2 separate regions of the Sus scrofa genome follow, and region 2 is linked to region 1. Evidence: chromatin contacts called from public HiChIP or PLAC-seq data. All regions are on one chromosome and are shown on one strand. Each heading gives the region's core, a stretch centred on a gene start, on an enhancer-like site or on the middle of the called end of the contact. The rest is flanking DNA. Distances are from core to core; before and after follow the strand shown.

The links. HiChIP or PLAC-seq counts read pairs in DNA pulled down with a chosen protein or histone mark.
Region 2: an H3K27ac HiChIP or PLAC-seq map of alveolar macrophages shows a contact between it and region 1. The contact joins the promoter of FAM114A2 here to the promoter of CNOT8 in region 1. A contact is called at or near these places in 1 of 5 promoter capture datasets (liver) and 1 of 2 datasets of contacts at active chromatin or transcription factors (alveolar macrophages).

What each region holds. Positions count from the first base shown.
Region 1 is chr16:68,349,375-68,356,400 of Sscrofa11.1, forward strand. CNOT8 (CCR4-NOT transcription complex subunit 8) reads right to left here and starts at 2,646. Exons shown (of 7, transcript XM_013984900.2): 1 at 2,525-2,646.
Region 2 is chr16:69,117,127-69,124,152 of Sscrofa11.1, forward strand. FAM114A2 (protein FAM114A2) reads left to right here and starts at 4,389. Exons shown (of 14, transcript XM_013984903.2): 1 at 4,389-4,479. MFAP3 (microfibril-associated glycoprotein 3) reads right to left here and starts at 4,427. Exons shown (of 4, transcript XR_001301941.2): 1 at 4,346-4,427.

The sequences.
Region 1 (7,026 bases), core at 1,396-3,895:
AGGAAAACTTGTGCAAGAACCAGGAGGAAGGAGGCGGCCCGCAAGGTTCCAAACTCTGGTCCTCTCCCTCCCACCGTCTCCCGTTATCTTCGATTCTCTTTCCGGATGACTCTTCCACTTAAAACCACCCTCAGCCCTCTCCACCTCCTTTTAACTACCCCCTTTTTTTTTGAGACAGACCTAAATTCGAAATCAGGACATGGACTAGCTGTGTTTGGCTTTGCATAAGTTACTTAGCCTCTCTCGTGCCTCAGTTTTCCCTTCTTGTAAAATGGGTTTAATGACGGTAAACATCTTGGAGGATTGCAGTAGAGGTTAACAGAATGAAACATACAAGGTGCTTTGTAAAGTCCGGGCACACATCACTAGAATATTACCGTGTGGCAGTGGTAGTTATTACGGCTATTATTCGATGGGCCTCTTTTTGTTTTCACACACCCAGTCCCTCACGCATACTCACACTCCTCTTCCTCCCGCAGGCCCTTAAAGCCTCCCACACACTCTCATCCCACACTCCTCTCTGATTAGCGCGGGCTCGCTTACCCTGACCCGCAGGGCCCGCGAAGCGCGGGCAGACGGGCTGCGGGGCAGACTCCCCGGGAGCTGTAGCAGCTGCCCCGACCCGACGTTCTTCTCACCCTGCCCGGGATCCGCTCCTAGAACCAAGCGGCCTAGTGAGATGGGCGCCCTCGTGCCCAGAGCGACCTTACGCACCACCCACCAAACAATCTGGTCGTACCACTCTATCCATCCGATCCGCCCGACTCGCCTGCTCTCTTCGCGTCACAGCAAACGCGCGCGCCTGACCCTCTCCGCCCCTCCCCTTCTGCGCGCCCCCGGAGACTCTGTCCGTGTTCGCTCAGCGCGAGAGCTCGCGAGAGCGACGCGCAGGCGCAAAACCAAGAGCGAGTCGCGAAAAAGGCGGGGCGGGGCAACCTCGGAGGAGGCCTTCGGAACCTTGCCTCCACCCACCCCAAGCCTACGCGCGATTAGTTGCGTCGGTTCAGTTCAGTTTGAGGACCGCCCCTCCATGTCGGTTCCCCTTCCGCGCGCTCGGGAAGGGGCGTGGTCTAGAACTAGCCCATCCCCGCGGGGGGCGTGCCTTGCTAGAGCAAAGGGTGTGGCCCGTCTGACCAAATACCCTAAATTACCAAAGTCCCTTCCTCCCTTCTTTGAAAGACCGTTAAAATCGTTGCCGGGAGCGAAGTTGGGGGCAGGATCGCTGGGGGAGCTCCTGACCCCCTTCCTTCTGTACTAACGCGGCCCCACTTACAAAACTTCTGCCTTAAGCTTCCTTTCCGGCAAACAATTGTTTGTGGGTGGGCCAGCACCCCCAAACCGAGTCTGGGTGACGTCCGCCGAGGCCCGCCTCCCTCCTCCCACCCTCGCCGGTTTGGGCAGCCAGCATTACCATAGCAGCCAGCCCGCTGGGGTTTGCTCGGGTAACAAAGAAGACGCTGCCCGGTGGGGGAGGCACTGGGCCAGCGCTGCCGCCCTCCCGCTTTCGGAGAACCTCCGAGACCTGGCGGACGCTAGGCGAGCTCGTGGGATCCTCCATACGAGAGCAGTGGTGCCCCGGCCTCGCTTAGCAGTATCCTTTTAGCCCCCACCTTCCCTCCGATTCACTGTGAATCCTATTTGAGAAGAGAGCTCTTTGCCAACACCTGTCCTTGGCAGTATTTGACCAGGCGGGGAAGGTTCAGCGCTGCCTCGCGTTCTCCAGCTGTGGGAGAGAAGACAAAGCGCTGGTTTCCCGCACACAGCTGACAATTCCAGGCCGCCCTCAGTCACCGGCTCAGAAACTCCACTCTATCCCTGAGGGACGGTGCAGCAGACTCCGCAGAGCATGGCTCTAGTTACACTCCTAGATGCCTCCACTCGAAGGGGGCTGCTGATAAGTGGATTTCAAATTCACCCCCGAATCACTGCGCCTTTCTACGTTTAAACATTACCTCCTAAAAGCAATCTCTAAAACCCCACATCCGTTTCCCAGGCTGGAGGCAGGGCAAGCCTTCATCGGCAATTCTAACCTAGAGTCCCAAAGGCTAGTCTCCAGGAAAGTGCACTCCCAACCCATCAAATGCACCTTCTGAACACGCCTCCTCTTCTCCCCTCCTGATGAGTCTGTTTCCTTCTCCCATAACATAGAGATATGAGTAACAATCTCACACAATGTCTGTGTTAATACATAGGAAAACCACACCGCACTAAGGAAGATATATAAGTGTATTCAACCAAGAAATGTTCCTAGGCGTTCCCTTCGCAGCTCACTGGTTAACGAACCATGAGGTTGCGGGTTCGATCCCTGGCCTTGCTCAGTGGGTTAAGGATCCAGCGTTGCCGTGAGCTGTGGGGTAGGTTGCAGACGCCGCTCAGATCCGGCGTTGCTGTGGCTCTGGTGTAGGCCAGCAGCTATAGCTCCGATTGGACCCCTAGCCTGGGAACCTCCATATGCCTCAGGTGCGGCCCTAGAAAAGGCAAAAAGACAAAAAAAGAAAAGAAAAAAGAAGTGTTTCTGGCCTGCCTCAGTTTGTCATCCGTGAGATATCCAGTCTGTGTTAGTGCTGCAGACTTAATCATTCTGTTCAGCAATACTGTGCCGAGAAAGCAGGCAAGACGCTCCTTTCCCCCGTCCTGTGAGTTTCTAATGTCCTTTCATACACTTGTAATTACTTTCAGGAGAGGATAGCCCTCTGGGGATCTAGTCATGTGAGGAACAGCTTGTTTTTTCCTGCAGCACTGGTCCTGGTGTCTGCTGAAACAATCAAACAGGAAACACACTCCATCTCCTACCCCACAATACCCCCTCTCCCAGAACTGTGTTCATTTCTCAGGTTACTGAAGGTAAAGGTAAAATGAACACACTGATCGCTTGTATTTCCAGAGAACTTGGAGTATTTGTGGAACAACGGATTTTATGTTGCACTTAGGCTATTGCAAAACTGGAACAATTGTGTAAACCGCTGATGGCAGGGAGAAGCACCAAAGGAATCAAAGGGTAGGTGGAAAAGAACATAGTCAATAATATAATTTCACATTTTAAGGGAAATGCAGCGACACTGGATCCTTAACTCAACCTGCTGCGCCACAAGGGAACTTCCAAAACGATTGTTTTTGAACTACAGACTATGGAAAGTAAGGCTTGAACACATCTTCTCAGCTGGGGGAGTATAGGTATAAAAAAACAGAAACATTGGTTGCAAAATGGGTCTCTGTAAGAACCAGGCAGGCTGATATCCTTAGCTAGACAAACCTTTCTATTATTACCAATTCTAAGTAAATCTAACAAGGTACATTTCTTAAGCTAGGAAATGTGTAGGAAAAGCTAAAATACATATTTGTGTTTGAAATATTTTGAAAGTGGGGCAGAAGGTAAATGCCTCCAGGCATATAATACCACTCACTCCATGAGCCCAAGTTTCAAAACTCTTTTTTTCTTTCTGCTTTTTAGAGCCGCATCTTTGGCATATGGAAGTGGGAACTATATTCTTTTCCTACACCAGAGCCACAGCAACTCAGGATCTGAGCTGAGTCTGAGACCTACATGACAGCTCACAGCAACACTGGATCCTTACCCAGCTGAGCAGGGTCAGGGATCAAACCTGCAACCTCATGGATACCAGTCAGGTTCGTTATTGCTGAGCCACAACAAGAACTCCCTCAAAATTCTTTTTTTTTTTTTTTTCTTTTTGGCCACACCCTTGGCATATGGAGTTTCCCAGGCTAGGAGTCAGATTAGAGCTGTAGTTGCTGGCCTACACCACAGCCATAGCCACGCAGGATCTGAGCCACACCTGCGACCTATACCACAACTCCTGGCAACGCTAGATCTTTAACCCACTGAGCAAGGCGAGGGATCGAACCTGCATCTTCATGGATGCTATTCAGTTTTGTTTCCGCTGAGCCAGGACAGGAACGCTCCCCTCAAACTTCTTTACATTCCTTAGAGTAATGCTGACATACCTAGATGCCTATCAATTGAGTAATACCATTGTTACAGTGCCCTTGGCCTCAAGCTTAGCCAGGGTCAGTCGCCTTATTTAATGTTGTTTTTTTATCAGATCATATATATATCTTTACATTCAACTGAAGAGTGCACCCAGCTGGCTTTTTTCCTTGGCATTGGTGGAATTAACTTCCAGCTTTTGAAATATGTTGTCCCCACTTTTCCTGTGTTACAGAAAAACCTTCTGACTTAAAAATTATCAACAGAGCGTCAAACTTCTCGTAAATATAAAGCAGAGATCATGTTCCATGACTAAGCATTTAAGTATTATTTCGGTCTTCTGATTACAATCTGAAAAAACTTTTGATCTCTGACAGAGTTCAGGGAGTTCCCGTCGTGGCTCAGCAGTTAACAAACCCAACTAGCACCCATGAGGACGCGGATTCGATCCCTAGTTTTGCTCAGCGGTTAAGGATCTGGCGTTGCCTTGAGCTGTGGTACAGGTTGCAGCAAGGCTTGGATGCTGTGCTGCTGTGGCTCTGGCGTAGGCCAGCAGCTATAGCACCGATTGGACCCCTAGCCTGGGAACCTCCACATGCCTCATGTTCAGCCCTAAAAAGACCAAAAAAAAGAAAGAAAAAGATCAGAGTTCATTTTTTAAAATCAAAAGTTCACTTTTTAAAATCCAGAAATAGATATCCTATTATTTTATTTGTAACTCATTTAATTTTCCTTCTCCCCTAGAGTCTACTAAAATAACATTTCAAAATCTACCAATAATAATCATAAAACTGACTTCCAAAGCTGAAGAGTTTCATCAAGATGATCTAACTAGGAGTTTCCTTCGTAGCTCAGCGGTTAACGAACCCAACTAGGATCCATGAGGTTGCAGGTTCAATCCCTGGCCTCACTTGATGGGTTAAGGATCCAGCACTGCCATGGGCTGTGGTGTAGTTCACAGATGGGGTTCAAATCCCAAGTTCCTGTGCATGTCGTTTGGGCCAGCAGCTGTAGCTCCAATTCAACCCCTGGCCTAGGAACTTCCATATGTTGTAGGTGCGGTGCCAAAAAGCAAAAAAAATAAAAATAAAAAATGTTCTAACTAATATATTCCCCTAATTTCACAGTAAGTAAATAATTCGGAGTTCCCATTGTGGCTCAGTGGTTAACAAATCTGACTAGGAACCATGAGGTTGTGGGTTCGATCCCTGGCCTTGCTCAATGGGTTAAGGATCCGGCATTGCCATGAGCTGTGGTGTAGGTCACAGACGTGGCTCTGATCATGTGTTGCAGTGGCTGTGGCCTAGGCCCACAGCTACAGCTCCAATTAGACCCCTATCCTGGGAACCTCCATATGCCATGGGTGTGGCCCTAGAAAATACAATAATAGTAATAATAATAATAATTGAGGGTCACTTGGTTCCCAAAGATAGGACCAGGATTTGAGTCTTCTGATTCCCAGTCCGGGATTGGATTAGATGTTCATCCCGTCAGCTGTGTCTGTGATCCATTTGCTGTGAGCAGGGTGCCATGTTGGTCCTGGCAGATGCACTGCTGAATGAAACAGGCATGGTTCCTGGTCTGGTGTGCTGCACCTGTGGTGGCGGGGCTGGCAATACAGCAAGTGAGCCAGCATTCAGGTAAGAAATAAAAGGATAATGGGAAATTTTGAGAGCTCTCATGATGGAAATTAATGAGGTAAAAATCACAGACAATAACTGGATTGAGGGACGATCTGGGCAGTTACTTAAAGGTCAAAGAAGGCCTCTCTGAGAAGGTGGCAGTTAGGCAGAGATGAAAAGGGATAAGAAGGACACAGCCAGAAAGAAGCAGGCATGAGGATTTGGGAGCAGTAGATTAAGATCAGGCAGAGGATTAGAATGTGTGTGTTAGAGGCAGTGAAAGGAGGGCAGGGTGGCTGCAGAGAGGTGGAGCAAAGGCAGTGTGGCTCCAGAGGAGGCTGGAGAGGAAAGCAGAGGCCAGGTGAGTCAAGGGCTTGGAGACTTTAAACTGCACTCTGTTCAAAGTCCACCAGGAAATCCAGAAGGATTTTACTCACAGGAATGAGCTGATCCAATTTATGTTTTTATTTTATTTATTTATTTATTTTTTTGGCTTTTTGCCATTTCTTGGGCCGCTCCCACGGCATATGGAGGTTCCCAGGCTAGGGGCTGAATCAAAGCTGTAGCCACAGGCCTACACCACAGCCACAGCAACTCGGGATCCAAGCCGCGTCTGCAACCTACACCACAGCTCACGGCAACGCCGGATCGTTAACCCACTGAGCAAGGGCAGGGACCAAACCCACAACCTCATGGTTCCTAGTCGGATTCGTTAACCACTGCGCCACGACGGGAACTCCTGATTTATGTTTTTAAAGACTGCTTTGATATGCATGGGCAAAGAATGGAGTAAAGGCAGAGACATTTTAATTTTTGGTAAGAAAAGCAAGCTAGCTTTTCCCAGGCATGGTAAATATGTTGCCTATACCTATTGGGTGACGACTTAGGTGATTTTACTAGGTGATTCTGATTAATACTTAGTTGCCTCTCCTACTTTTTTGTTTTGTTTTGTTTTGTTTTTAGGGCCGTACCAGCAGCATATGGAAGTTCCCAGGCTAGGGGTCAAATCAGAGCTGCAGCCTACACTGCAGCCACAGCAATGCCAGATCTGAGTCTCATCTGCGACCTATACCACAGCTCGCGGCAATGCCAGATCCTTAGCCCACCAAGCAAAGCCAGGGATCAAACAGGCATCCTTATGGATAGTCAGATTCTTAACCTCCTGGGCCACAATGGGAGACCCACAACTACTACTTTTGATTATTATTGTGAAACACTTCAGGGCTGCTAACTGAATATTCAGTACTTTACAAAGAAGAAAATTGATCTCTGTCTGTACAGAATAAGGCAAATAGAAATATAGGCCAATGGAAAGAGAGCAGGAAAGCATATTAATACAGATGAAGCTTTCACTTTGGGACTCTGGTTACTTCTAAAGCTCTCTTTTCTAGCTCTCTGTCTCTCTCCTTTTGTGTGAATGTTAACAAATCCATTTCTCGAAAAAATCCTGTGATTCTT
Region 2 (7,026 bases), core at 3,139-5,638, 770 kb after region 1:
TAGGGGTTGAATTGGAGCTGTAGCCACCGGCCTACGCCAGAGCCACAGCAACTCGGGATCTGAGCCGCGTCTGCAACCTACACCACAGCTCACGGCAACGCCGGATCGTTAACCCACTGAGCATAGGGCTGGGATCGAACCCGCAACCTCATGGTTCCTAGTCGGATTCGTTAACCACTGCGCCACGATGGGAACTCCCTAGATGCTTTTCAATTAAGTCCTAATGTCTCTTCCCTAGGTCACAGTCCTTTCATATTACCTGGGTACCACACTACCCTTTTAATTTCCAAATGGGTCTCCTTAACTCCAACTACACCTCTTTGATGTCCCAAACATCGCTCTTCTCAGAATTGGTCCTAAACACAAAGACAAGGAAGTCAAGGCAATTTTAGAATCTACTGGTTAGGAGTTCCCACTGTGGCTCAGAGGTAACGAAACCGACTAGTATCCATGAGGATGCGAGTTCTATCCCTGGCCTCACACAGTGGGTTAAGGATCCGGCGTTGCCATAAGCTGTGGTGAGTTCACAGATGTGGCTCAGATGCTGCACTGCTGTGGCTGTGGTGTAGGCTAGCAGCTGGAGCTCTGATTTGACCCCTAGCCTGGGAACTTCCATAAGACATGGGCATGGCCCTAAAAGACAAAAAATGAATAAAATAAAATAAAATCGACAAAAAAACCCACAAAAAACAAAAAACATGATCGAGTTCCCATTGTGGCGCAGTGGTTAACAAATCCGACTAGGAACCATGAGGTTTTGGGTTCGATCCCTAGCCTTGCTCAGTGGGTTGGGGATCTGGTGTTGCCATGAGCTGTGGTGTAGGTTGCAGATGTGGCTCGGATCCTGTGTTGCTGTGGCTCTGGCGTAGGCTGGCGGCTATAGCTCTGATTGGACCCCTAGCCTGGGAATCTCCATATGCTGTGAGAGTGGCCCTAGAAAAGGCAAAAACACCAAAAAAAAAAAAAAAAAATCTATTGGCTATTTTCCACTACCCATGAGATAAACTTCAAATTCTATGGTATCCATATTTCTCCAGGAATTAGATTCAGGTGGCAGAAGAGATGCAGCTGGCGATGGAGTCTAGCTGTGGCTACATGCACACTAATTGCTTGCTAAAAGAATGAAAAGATTTAGAAGTCAAATTTGGTCTTTAGTTATACCTCTGTAACTAACTAGCTATGATCTCTCGTGGTCTTAGTTTCCTTATCTACAAGCTGATTACAATTCCTATCTTTGCTTAAATTCTGTAATGTTCCCAGCTTCCCCGTCATGGTTCAAAGCTTATTTTACTCTCTATTTTCTCCAAATAACTCTTCACTTTAAAGTTCGGGTCCTGGTCTTTCCCTCTGCTCAAAACTTCCTGCTCTCTCCACCAACCGTCTGGTGGAAACCTGACCTTCTCTACAATATTCAACTTGCCTTTAACCTTATTCAAGAAGCCTTCACATTTAAGCTCTCGCCTCTACCGTCTTAATGTCAGATTAATTTCTTTTGTCCTGTCCCCTGGCACACAGAGACGACGTGATTGTTAAAACTTCAGTTTACTTTTATCAGCTATCTACCTATCCAAAAGACTGTTAGCTTACCGATGAGAGTCTTAAAAAACTCAGTCCTTGGCAGAGGGTTGGAGGTAACACTGAATTCAGATACTCATTAATGTGGTAGCCAGAAAGATACCTGCTACAAATTTCTCACTAACTTCTCAGTCTCAGGCTCTAGAAATTGTTAAGGGAGAAATACGACAACGTGGAAACAGACCTTTCCAAATTTTAGTGGACAGAACACTCTAGAGTGAATTTTACCTATAACTGATTTTCTCAAACTTCATTTTTTCTGACCACTTAATCTGTGGTGCTTGTTAAAGGCGGTTTCTTGGTCCCACTCAGACTTACTGATTTGGCAACTCTAAGGGTGAGGTCTGGCCATCTGCGTTTTTAATGTGCTTTTTTTTTTTTTTTTTTTTCCTTTTTAGGGCCATACTTTTGGTATATGGAGATTCCCAAGCTAGCGGTTGAACTGGATCAGAGCTATGGCTGCTGGCTTACACCACAGCCACAGCAACGCCAGATCCAAGCCGCCTCTGCAACCTACACATCTCACCACAACGCTGGATCCTTAATCCACTGAGTGAGGCCAGGGATTGAACCTGCATCTTCATGGATATTAGATTTGTTTCTGCTGAGCCATGATAGGAACTCCTGAATGCAGTTTTAATGACCTACAAACGAAGCCTATATATCTTTTGACTGTTATAACCATATTGTAATTCAGTGATTCTTAGTGTGTATAGGAACCTCTGGGGGTCTGGGAGACTTTTTCAAAAGGATTTTCATAATAAAACTAGAATACTGTTTGCCTTTTTCACTCTTCCACAATATGGTGCAGGTTTCTGGAGGCTACATAATGAATATCACAAGAGAATGAATGCAGGAGACATGAGAATCTAACTATGTTCTAATAAGCCAGATATTAAAGAAACTTGTAAAAATGTAAAACAATGCTGTTCTGGTCAATAACTTTTTTGGGGAAAATATTCTTTTTCTTTTTTTGCCTTTTCTAGGGCTGCTTCCCACAGCACATGGAGGTTCCCAGGCTAGGGGTCTAATTGGAGCTGTAGACGCTAACCTACACGACCTACTCCACAACTCACGGCAACGCCGGATCCTTAACCCACTGAGCAAGGCCAGGGATGAAACGCGAGACCTCATGGTTCCTGGTCAGATTCCTTAACCACTGTGCCACGATGGGAACTCCGGGAAAATATTCTTCATAGAAGTGCTACTTATGTTAACATGTAATTCATTCATCATTTAAAATACATTAATAACTTTTTTGAAAGTTGTTTTGATATCTAAAATGGCATACTGATGACTGAAGCTATGCAAAACCTCTTTGACATTCTAAATAAATTTTACAAGAGTCAAAGAATCCTAAGACCAAAAAGTTTGAACTTTTTTTTGCTATATTATCAGCAGTATTTTAAAGATAAGGTTAAGACGTAGTAAAGTGGCTTACTGAGATTCAATTCTTCTCCCCTGCCCCTTGCTTTTTAGAGCGGCACTAGCGGCACAGGGAAGTTCCCAGGCTAGGGTTCAAATCAGAGCTATAGCTGCCAGCCTACACCACAGCCACAGTCACGTGAAATCCGAGCTACGTCTGTGACCTACAGCACAGCTCACGGCAATGCTGGATCCTTAACCCACTGAGTGAAGCCAGGGATCTAACCAACATCCTCACGGATCCTAGTCAGGCTCATTAACTGCTGAGCCATGAAGGGAACTCCCGAGATTCAACTCTTGAACCCCCAATTCTATGCATTTTCCATTACAATAGAAAACCAGAGAAAAACACCTACTTTATACTTAATGTTTTTGGGTTTTTTGGAATAGGTATTTTTAACATGCTCCCAGGTGATAATGATGGCCCTATATTTAAAAAGACACCATTGGAAGCAAAGCAAACAACCCAAAGGGTTTTAGGAAGTGACAATTATTATATACAGACATTAAAACGATAATTCTGAAAGCATTAAATCGAGTTGGAAGACTTGAGTTCTTAAAAGGCCAGGTCCTTTCACCTCTCTGGGACTCAGTTTTTCACATCTGTATAATGAAGGCACCCCCAGTGAGGTTCTGGCTGTCAGTTTGGGTTTCATGCATTCTCCCTGCTCAAGGGCAACTGAAGAAATACATCTTTCTGAAGAGGGGTCAGGAGTGGTTTAAAGTCATAAATCTGAACATGTCACTTTTCTGCACAGAAACCTTCAATGCTTTTCCACTGCTTTCCAAAAAGTCAAAATCCTTATGCTGGTTCGTAGACCCTACAAGATTTGGCCACTTTAAGTCTCCGGTCTCACCTTCCTCTTTTCGCTCCACTCTCAGTAGCCTTTTTCCTTTTCCTTGACCTGGCTCAGTTTGTTTCCACTATACGGGCTTTGCACTCGCTATTCCTTCTGCCTCTTAGACTCTTCTGCAAATCTTCATTAGGTTTACTCCTTCGCTTCGTTTCGTCACTTTATCCTGTTTCATTTTCTTTAAAGCATTCACTATCATCCTAGATAATCATGTTTGCCGACTTGCTTATGGAAGGCCTCCTCCACTAGGACGTCAACTACTTGCGAGCAAGGCTATAGTCGCTCGTAAACCAGGGTATCACAAGCGTCCAGAGTGGTGCCTGAAGAGGAACTCAGTAAACATACGATGGCCGAACGCTTGTAGGCCAGGCTTAAAAAGGGCAGCGATACCCCAGCATCCTTCACGTCGTACCCCGTCCCATAGGTTCAAACCCACGCCTCGGCACGCCCAGGAGCTCCCCAGCAGTGACCCCGAACGAGCCCTCACTCACCAGACGGGTGCGGAGCTTCTTCCGGCCCGAGAGGCTGCTTGACCCGGAAGTTCTCTCGGGTAGGCGAGGCCGTCTCCTCACTGAAGGAGGACTTCCGGGGCACTAGGAGCGGCCCCTCGGCAGCTGTGGCAACGGTGAGGGAAGCGGCGGGTTGCGTGTGGGGCTTCGCGGGAGGAGGCTGGCGGAGTGTGGGGTTCAGGGGTCGCCGGAGAAGGGGAGGGAGAGGCCTGGGGCTGGGAGGCGGGCGCCTCGCGGTGGGCGCTGAGGCTGCGGAAGCGCCTTGGTTATTGAAGCGCAACGCTTGTGTGGGGAGTTCTCGTCAGGAATTCTTAAGTCGGAGAAGTTAGGAGCGGAGCTTTACTCTAGATCTCCGTTTGGCACCTGTTCTTGTAATTGGGAAGAAGGCAGAGCGAATTTTGTTCGTCTAGAGACAAATCGTGGTTAATAACGATAGTAATGATCCGCACAACCACCACGTACTAACGGCGGCTGTTACCCGTGAGCGTTTTTGTGCCAGGCTCTGTTCCGAACCCCTCACACATTCAGTTTCGTCTTTCTCGGAGCCTTGGCAAGTGGTATTACTCGCACCATTTTACAGATAAGAACACGAGAGGCGCAGATAGGTGAACGAACTTTCCCGAGTCAGTGCAGTACAGAGTTGGGAGAAAGTCAGCCTAACCACAGAGCCCTTTATGTTATTTATTATATATAACGTATTCTCTATATGGTTTCTTGTTATGTGTTGTAGCTTGGAGAGTGTAAGGAGAGCCAAAAGGTAACTTTTTAAAAGTGTGTATTTACTCAGCTACACAAGAAGTGGATTGAATTTTGTGCAAGCACTGTGTAGTCTTTCCTATTAGGCCTCTGGAATAAATGGGGCAGAAATTGTTTAAAATTAGCTTTCAGTCTCCAGAGCTTGGCATATAACAGGTACTCAAAAAATGTTTGCAAGTAAATGAATGAATATTTCAGAGTTGTTTTGTATGTCTGTAAGTAGTTGTGTCCAGATTATTTTTTTCCTATGTGTTTTGAAAATGTATAATGTATGTATACGATGTATGGTTTGATAACTAGGATCCATGATGTTATATAAATCTGCTTTTCTTCCTTATGCTTTCCCATTATTTTTCCTGCTGTATTAACTACTCTTGGCATCTGTCTGTATTCCACGTTGTCATACCAGACCTTTGAGCTTTCCTTATGTGTTGTTTCCACACCCTTGAATTCTCTCACTGACATCTTCATCTGTCAAAATCCTAAGTGCCCTTTTAAGGCAGGTGTTGCATGTTCAGATGCCCATGGGGGGTAATCAGGTAACCTAAATGAGTCAGGTGGATTTGGGTGCCGATTATGAGGAACTAGAGAGCACTACCCTATCTAAAAGATATCAGCAACTATTTGGCATGAGCTAGTCAGTAAGTCAGATGTGGGCCGGTTGTTGGCAGATCTTTCAGTTTTACAGTGTAAGTTAGAAATATCTATTTGTATACAAAGTTTCATTTTTAAATGTTAGCAGTTAGTATTAAAAAAAATTTAGGAGTTCCCGTTGTGGCTCAGTGGAAATGAATCTGGCTAGTATCCACGAGGATGCAGGTTCGATCCTTGGCTTTGCATAGTGGGTTAAGGATCTGGCGTTGCCATGACCTGAGGTGTAGTTTGCAGATGCAGCTTGGAGCCTGTGTTGCTGTGGCTGTGGCTAGCAGCTGTAGCTCCGATTCGACCCCTAGCCTGGGAACCTCCATATGCTACTGGTTCGTCCCTAAAAAGACAAAAAGACCAAAAAAATAAAATAAAAAAAGTCTAAACACTATGCAGGCGAAATGAAAACATCTGTATGCCTGATTTGGGACTCACAATCCCAGTTTGTGGTCACTATTTTGTGCTTTTTTTCAGATATGAAAAATCCATGGATGTTCTCTTTTGATCCTGGCATACTTTTCCTTGCTCTCTGTTCTTTTAACAGTTTGGGTGTACCTCAATTATAGTGCTACTTCCAGTTAGTTACTAATATGTCTTTTTAGTATATTAGAAACATTTTGATGACACTGATGCATTGGGTCTAATTATATACTTTATTACATAAATATTGGAACAAAATAATGTGCTTGTTTATATCCAAGGTCTGTGTGTGTGTATGTATGTCTGAGATACATTTATTTCTCCCCTGGTAATATTTGGTTATCTGGAAACCAGCACCTGCTCTTTGTAAAAAGTCCAACATTATTTGGCTTTAATTGCCAAAGAGCTGAGCTTCTGGAAGGAATTAAATTGGTTACCATTGCTTTTTAAAAGCTGCTCTGGGAGTTCCCAGCTATGACACAGTGGGTTAGGAATCTGGCTGCAGAGGCTCAGGTTGCTGAGGAGGTGCAAATTTGATCCCTACCTGGTGTGGTGGGTTAAAAGGGTCTGGCACAGCTGCTGTGTAGGGCACAGGTGTGGTTTGGTTTCAGTCCATGGCTTGAGAATGTCCATATGCCACAGGTGCGGCCATTAAAAAAAACAAAACAAAACTGATGTAAATCCTATTCTGATAGCTTAGATTTCATAATCTCTGTAAAATAATTGAGGTAGGAATGATTCAAGATTAATAAGATTTTTAAAAAGATGTCAGGAAAAGTTGATAAATTGGATTCACTGAAATTAAGAACTTTTGCGCATCTTTAAGAAAAGGATGAAAAGAT